2 separate regions of the Mus musculus genome follow, and region 1 is linked to region 2. The links are chromatin contacts, called in public promoter capture Hi-C maps. All regions are on one chromosome and are shown on one strand. The core of a region is the stretch at or near the end of the contact, and the rest is flanking DNA. Distances in the headings are between cores, read along the strand shown.

What was found. Capture Hi-C pulls out chosen DNA fragments and counts their contacts.
Region 1: a promoter capture Hi-C map of liver shows a contact between it and region 2. The contact joins two enhancer-like sites. A contact is called at or near these places in 1 of 39 promoter capture datasets (neutrophils) and 3 of 9 other capture datasets (adipose tissue, liver and pancreatic islet).

Annotation. Positions count from the first base shown.
Region 1 is chr14:73,367,282-73,370,487 of GRCm38.p6, reverse strand. Itm2b (integral membrane protein 2B) reads left to right here. Exons shown (of 6, transcript NM_008410.3): 2 at 2,061-2,189. Among named protein-coding and RNA genes, the nearest start is that of Itm2b, 16 kb to the left of the region's middle. Within about 2 kb of position 1,352, at least 62 of the 459 cell types and tissues checked have an H3K27ac peak or open chromatin away from gene starts, as enhancers often do. A contact at or near this core is called in liver, where this site is marked.
Region 2 is chr14:73,208,855-73,212,426 of GRCm38.p6, reverse strand. Rb1 (RB transcriptional corepressor 1) reads left to right here. Exons shown (of 27, transcript NM_009029.3): 20 at 678-823. Among named protein-coding and RNA genes, the nearest start is that of Mir687, 3.8 kb to the right of the region's middle. Within about 2 kb of position 2,031, at least 11 of the 459 cell types and tissues checked have an H3K27ac peak or open chromatin away from gene starts, as enhancers often do. A contact at or near this core is called in liver, where this site is marked.

The sequences.
Region 1 (3,206 bases), core at 103-2,602, 160 kb before region 2:
AGTGTGGTATATTCTGCCTTCATGATGTTATTCGTTCTTTACCTTTTGCATCGTTTCCTGGAACCCTGTCTTCTGCCTGGCAGTATGTGTTTGCCCCGTGTCCTTCCATGCCGTGTTCTCTCCCTGGGAAGTCTCTCCCTTAATCCATCCCGTCTCACTCTGCATTTTTCCTGTCAGAGCCCACGTTCATGTTGTTCTGTGCTTCATTAGATAAGAAAGGGGTTTTATATGAAAGATAAGGCCGGCCTAGAGCTTCCTGTGTAGTCTAGGCTAACCTCCAACTCACAGCAGTCACTAGCCGAAGTCTCCCACTTCACCCCCAAGTGCTATGATTCTATATACGCACAATCTGCTTGGCCCTTTTTGTATATTTATTATCCGCAGTGATCCAGCCTATCTTTGCCTTGGCAAAGTCTGTATTCCTGGTGCCCAGGGCAACTGTTTAAACACATTAGATGTGTAATTTATTCTCAAACTCACTGTTTGTTACATAGTTACAATGATAAATCAAAAATCAAAAAGTCTGAGAACTCACTGTCCATGTAACCGTGAGGCTGCATATTCTTTCTCTGTGTCCACCCATGGTCCACAGCCGCTGATTTATGGACTCACAGGAGGGAGCCTGGCAGGTAGGGCTGCGTGATGCACACTTGGCTGTCTGAACAGCTGGTAACAAATGCTGAGAGCAACTGTTTGCATCTGTCATTCCATCCCCCACCCTTGTCCCCACTCTGAGAGTAGTTATGCTAGGACACTTTCCCTCTCCTGTGATGTGTTTGTCAGGCAAGCTCAAGCAGGCCCGTGTGTTTGGGTCTATAAAATCTTACCACACTTGAGATTCTTAGAACTTCTCACTAGTAGGACTTCTGATGAACTCTTCCCCATTCGCTCCCATTCCAGGCTTTAGTAGATACATTGATCTAAACATCCACACACCATCCCTGATGAGAGCTGCCTCACATGTAGTCCTTGCCAAATCACGTGGCCTGAACTTACATCGAATATTATTTATTCTGCATGGCTGTGTGTTTAAAATTAAAGCTTCCAACCCCGAGAATGTAATGGCCTGTGCCAGTAATCATAGCAGGTGGGAGGCAGAGGCAGGAAGATTGCTACAAGTTTGGGGTCAGCCTGAGCTACATGGTGTGAGAACCTCGCTCTAAAAATCAGTGGGGTGCGTCTATCTAACATTGTTCGTGTTGGTACAGGACTTGGAATTGGACGTTGCCCATCAGTACTCAGACACGGTCTCTCATGGTAGAAATGAAGTGTAGAATGTAGTTGGCGTTCCCAAGTGACTCATCCCTAAGCCGTAGCTGCTCCCTGGGCTGTGCCCTGTGTCACCGTGCTTTCCTCCTCATTCACCAGTCGTTCTGTCTCACTGGCTCACGCCCTGTAATGTCCACAGTCCGTACTGGGTACTGGGTTTCAGTTTTAGTTCTTAAAAAGAAAATGAAAGGAAGCCATTATCAAACCGAGATTCCGGTAGGGTGGAATTACAGAATTAATTATACAGGCATACCTTTGACCTGATTTTTAGATTCTGTTTGTCCAAAGAACTTTAGTGTCCTATCTTTTGTTAGTGTTGTGTTAGTTTTCCCCATAGATTGTTAAGGAATGGTTTTATATCTGGAATGAAATAGATAAACTACCTGTAAAGGCTAACCGTTTTATAAGTGATCCAATTAGGAAATCCCCTGGATGTGTGAAGCAGCCTCACAAACTGTGGGACCAAGGTCACGTTGTAACCTTTTCTGAATTTCAAATGTTAGAACATGGCGCCAAAAGTCGCGTACGGAAAATACAAATTGTGGTTTGTATCAGAGCTCCAGACACTGTTAGTCGACAGACTATTGAGAGAGAGAAGGCTGCCTAGAGGTCTCTGGGGACCAGTGTCCATGCCTGGCATGGAGGCGTGGGGGTGAGTCTTGGTGCCGCCGGTCCTCATTCCGTGGTTAGTTTTGATCAGAGCCTTCACACCTTTGATCTTTATCTTCATAGATAACCCCCGAGCCTTCTGTTACTCTGTGTCTGATGTGGCTGTTGTGTTTCCATTCCAGGACCCGGGTGACGTGGTTCCGGTTGGACAGAGGAGAGCGTGGTGTTGGTGCATGTGTTTCGGACTGGCCTTCATGCTTGCTGGCGTCATCCTCGGAGGGGCGTACCTGTACAAGTATTTTGCTCTTCAGGTAAGTAGGAAGATATATTTAAGATTTTCTAATACATCTATGTACTTACTTCTAGGGGAAGGGACATGACCAGAGGACGTTTGAGGAGCCGGTTGTCTCCTATCACCGTGTACGTCCTAGAGATTGGATTCCCATCATTAGGCTTAGGGGCTAGTACCTGCTACCCACTGAACAGTCTTGCCAATTCTGCAGACAATTTTTTGGGGGGAGCCTGAATTCTTTTTCCTCTTTCTGTGAATTAGAATACGGTCCCTGCCTTGCTCTAAGCATGTACTTTCTGTCTGTAGATGACCATGTTTGGGCATGGAGGGTTTCTCAAAATGCACTTTAATTTTCCCAGCACAGTTACTAGTAAAGAGATTCATCATGAATTGGCGCTTGTGTGAGTATGTCAGCTACAGTGTTGACAGGTCATCCCTGGACAGCCAAGTTGAGGCTACTACCTGACAGCCCTTGCTGTGTCTAAGAGTTGGGTGACTTGCAGAGCTGACGACGTCACTTTTGGTGAAAGCGACCTGTAGCTTAGTGTTTAGAGTGCTCTCAATGTGTTAAGACATTGATTGCACTTAATTATGACTTACGATGTCATCTCCCCAAACCCACTCCGATGACTACTTCAGATGTTCTAATGTTTCCAAGTAGGGAGAAAGGCTTCGAAGCCAGATTTCAAAACTAATTTTGAAGTCTTCCTCCAGAGTTTATATGAAGTCCATGCTCACTTTTAGTCTTAGTCAAGATAAAGGCATACTGACTTTTGAACATTTCTGAACTAATAGGGTAAAAGTGGGTTCTGTTATTTTAGAATAGACTTACGTAGACAAGTCTGACATCAACCTTTGATCCCGCCTTTGCCTCATGTGCTAAGTGTGTGCCACCACCACTCCTATGTGTATCTTTCTAAATGTAGTATTTTGTTTTATATGAAACCTAAGGTACAGAAAAAAATAATCTGGGGGCTGGAGATATAGCTCAGCAGTGAAGAGCACTGGCTGCTCTTCCAAAGGACTCAGGTCCAAT
Region 2 (3,572 bases), core at 782-3,281:
AATTTCTGTCACATCATTTTGCACCAGTACAGTTTATAATTTTCAAGTTTATGTTCCACTGATATTTATATAAAAATGCATGGTAAGAGCTTTTCTTTTAGGATTGGGAAAGAGAATAATCACTTGCAATTCCATTATTTAAAAATAATGTCTCTAATATTGTTTTTTAGGTTTTTTTTTTTTTCTTTTTTGGTTTTTCGAGACAATGTTTCTCTATATAACCCTGGCTGTCCTGGAACTCACTCTGTAGACCAGGCTGGCCTCGAACTCAGAAATCCGCCTGCCTCTGCCTCCCAAGTGCTGGGATTAAAGGCGTGTGCCACCACCATCCTCCCGGCTCTAAAATTGTTAATGGAAATTTCCAACACCTATGCTGAATAATTACCGACAGAACCAAAGGAAATCGTATTTTGTCTGTCTGATTTCACAAGATCATATGACCTTTCCCTTCTGCCTTGGTTTCATAATTTAATAGCTAATTCAGCAAGTATTACTGAGCCTTGTGTATGGAATGCTGCTAATACTAGGGGTCATTTATTTAAGGAAAACAGCCTTGGAGGTTAGGCTATTGTTTAAATGCTACTTACAATAGTATAAAGGAATTTAATGTTTCAAAAAAAAATCCCCTCATAATTGAGAATGGACAGTAAGCAGGCCCTTTCACCTTCTGTCTGCAGTGTACCGTCTAGCATATCTCCGACTAAATACACTCTGTGCACGCCTTCTGTCTGACCACCCAGAGCTAGAGCACATCATCTGGACTCTGTTTCAGCATACATTGCAAAATGAGTATGAGCTCATGAGAGACCGACATTTGGACCAGGTAAGAAAAGCAGTCACTTCCCCATCGTTTCTTCCTGCTCATAGTTGACTGTGTGCTATATATCACATTCAAGTGACCATCTACATTAGCTTAGTAGTATATATTACCATACATTGTATAACATACATAGAGTTCCTTGTTGAATACCATTTATATTTTTTATATAGCTTTTACAAATTAGAGGTATATATTTTAATAACTATTTAATGACACAAACATTTAACCTTTTCTGTATTGTGATAAGCTAGATTTCATTTTACTGTGGAAATGACATGAGCCAGAGACCAGCCAGCTATCTAACCAGGAGATATGGTGTATGCCTGTAATCACAACTATTCTTGAGAGGCTGACTCACAAATTTGAGGACTTGCCAGCACTACATGTTAAGTTCAAGACCACTCTGGCCACTTAGTGAGACTCTGTCTCAAAATTCAATAATAAAAAAGCTGGTGTTGTAGTTCAGTGGTGAAGCATTTGCCTGTCATACACAGAGCACTGGTGCTCTGATCCTAGTAACAAAAAATGATTTACAGCCGGGTGGTGGTGGTGCACGCCTTTAATCCCAGCACTCGGGAGGCAGAGACAGGCGGATTTCTGAGTTCGAGGCCAGCCTGGTCTACAAAGTGAGTTCCAGGACAACCAGGGCTACACAGAGAAACCCTGTCTTGAAACAAACAAACAAACAAACAAACAAAAACAACAACAACAAAAAAAGATTTACAAAGAATCAGAGACTCCAAAACAGGAATGTGGGGAGGGGAAGGAAAGTGGGGCTTATAAACAGAATAATTCCTCCTAGCTTCCTTTTTCTTCTTAAAGGGGATAAAAAACATTTAGAGGAGTGTGTGCAGTTTATCAAAGCATACATTTTTAAATGTATAGTTCAGTGATTTAGTATATTTGTAGAGTTGTAAAACTACTAACACAATCTATTTTATTTAAACCATTTTCTCACACCAAAGAGAAACTCTGTTGTCTCTAAGAGTCCTCAACAACATAAATCTACTTTCTTTTTCTGTAGATTTGTCGAATCTGAACATTTTATGTAAATAGAATCATATGTAATTTCATATTTAGGGTGTGTGTGTGTGTGTGTGTGTGCGCGCGCGCGCACGTGTGTGCAGGTGTGCAGGGTAGGGTCCTGACTGAGTTCTATGACCTTGCAAATCCTAGGCAAATGTTCTTCCACTGAACTTCGTCCCCAGCCTTGAGTGTGGATGGCTTCTTTATAGAGCACAGGTTCAAGGTTCATCTGTGTTGTAGTTTCTGTCACATACTACATTATGTTTATAATTCATCAGTTGATAGAAACTGGATTATTTCTTCTTTGATGTATTATGAATAATGTCAATATTCATATATAAGGTTTGTAAAACATGTTTTTATTTTTCTATGTATATGTAAGTAAAATTTCTGGGTCATATGTTAAATCTTTAACCTTTTTGAGAAATGGCAGGGATATTTTCTAAAATGGCTTTACCAATTTATGTTTTATTTTTAAAGATTTATTATTTTTAAGTGTGTGTGGGAGGGTGTTTCTATGTGTAGGTACATGCATGTTTACAGTATCTGTGAAGGCCAGAGACATTGGGTCCCCTGGGGCTGGATCATAGGCATATGTAGCTGGTAGCTAATGATAGCGAACATCTGCTTTAGAGAAGTGTGTGTTAAAATCCTTTCTGAAAAGACAGCAAGAGTCTTCCTCACTGAGCGTGGCGGTGTGCAAACAGACCTCAAACTCACAGAGCTCTGCCTAAGTCTGCCCCTCAGTTCTGGAATTAAAGGCACAGCCACCACAACAGGCGGCAATGATTTAAAAAAAAAATATGTTCTGTATATATCTTTTTCTATGAAATATGTGTTTTGAAAATGTTTTATCCTCTGAGAAACTTCAGGTCATCTTTGGTTTGTTTTTTGTTTTGTTTTTTGCTTCTTTTTTTTTTGTTGTTGTTGGTGGTGATGGTTGGTTGTTTTGGCTACTGGTATTTTGATGTATGAACAAAAACATTGTCAAGTTTGGAGGCATCAAGACCTCATTTTTCCCAAGAGCTTTGTGCTCTTAGTTTTCTGTTTCAGTTTCAATCCACTTTGACTTAGTTTTGCAAGAGGGCAGGGGAGGACTTCTCCCTCCAGTTGTTCCAGCACAGGAGCCCCACCCCCCTCTTTCCTCTCACTCTTTCTCCTTGGTGTGAATCCAGGGCCTCTTACTTTGTGGCAAACACTTCACTGAGCTATGCCCATTCCCACACCATCTCTTGAAATGCATCCTTTTTTTTTATTATTATTCTTTTTCTTTTTCTCTGTTGACAGCTGTTGAAAGTCTATTGATTTTTTTTTTTTTTTAGTGTACACATGTTTATTCCTGAGACTCATTTCCAGTCTGTTATCTATGTAGCTATTTTGGTGAGAATACACTGTCTTAGTTACTATAGCATTCCAATTTTTTGGAATAAAGAGACACAATTGTACTTTGTTCTTTTTGCAAGATCAATTTAACTGTCCTGAAACTTAAATTTCCATGTGAGTTTTAGGACTGACTTGTCATTTTCTCTGAAGATTTTGAAAGAAAGTTCACGGGCTAATGTGTCAGTTTGGGGGATGTCACATGTAGCATGAAGTCTTCAATCCATACGGAGGATGCGGCTCCTTCCCATCCTTCCAGGCTTTAATTTCTTTCAATAATAGTTTATAGTTTTCAGAATACAAGTCTTACATTTATTTTTTTAAAGATTTATTTACTTATTATAAG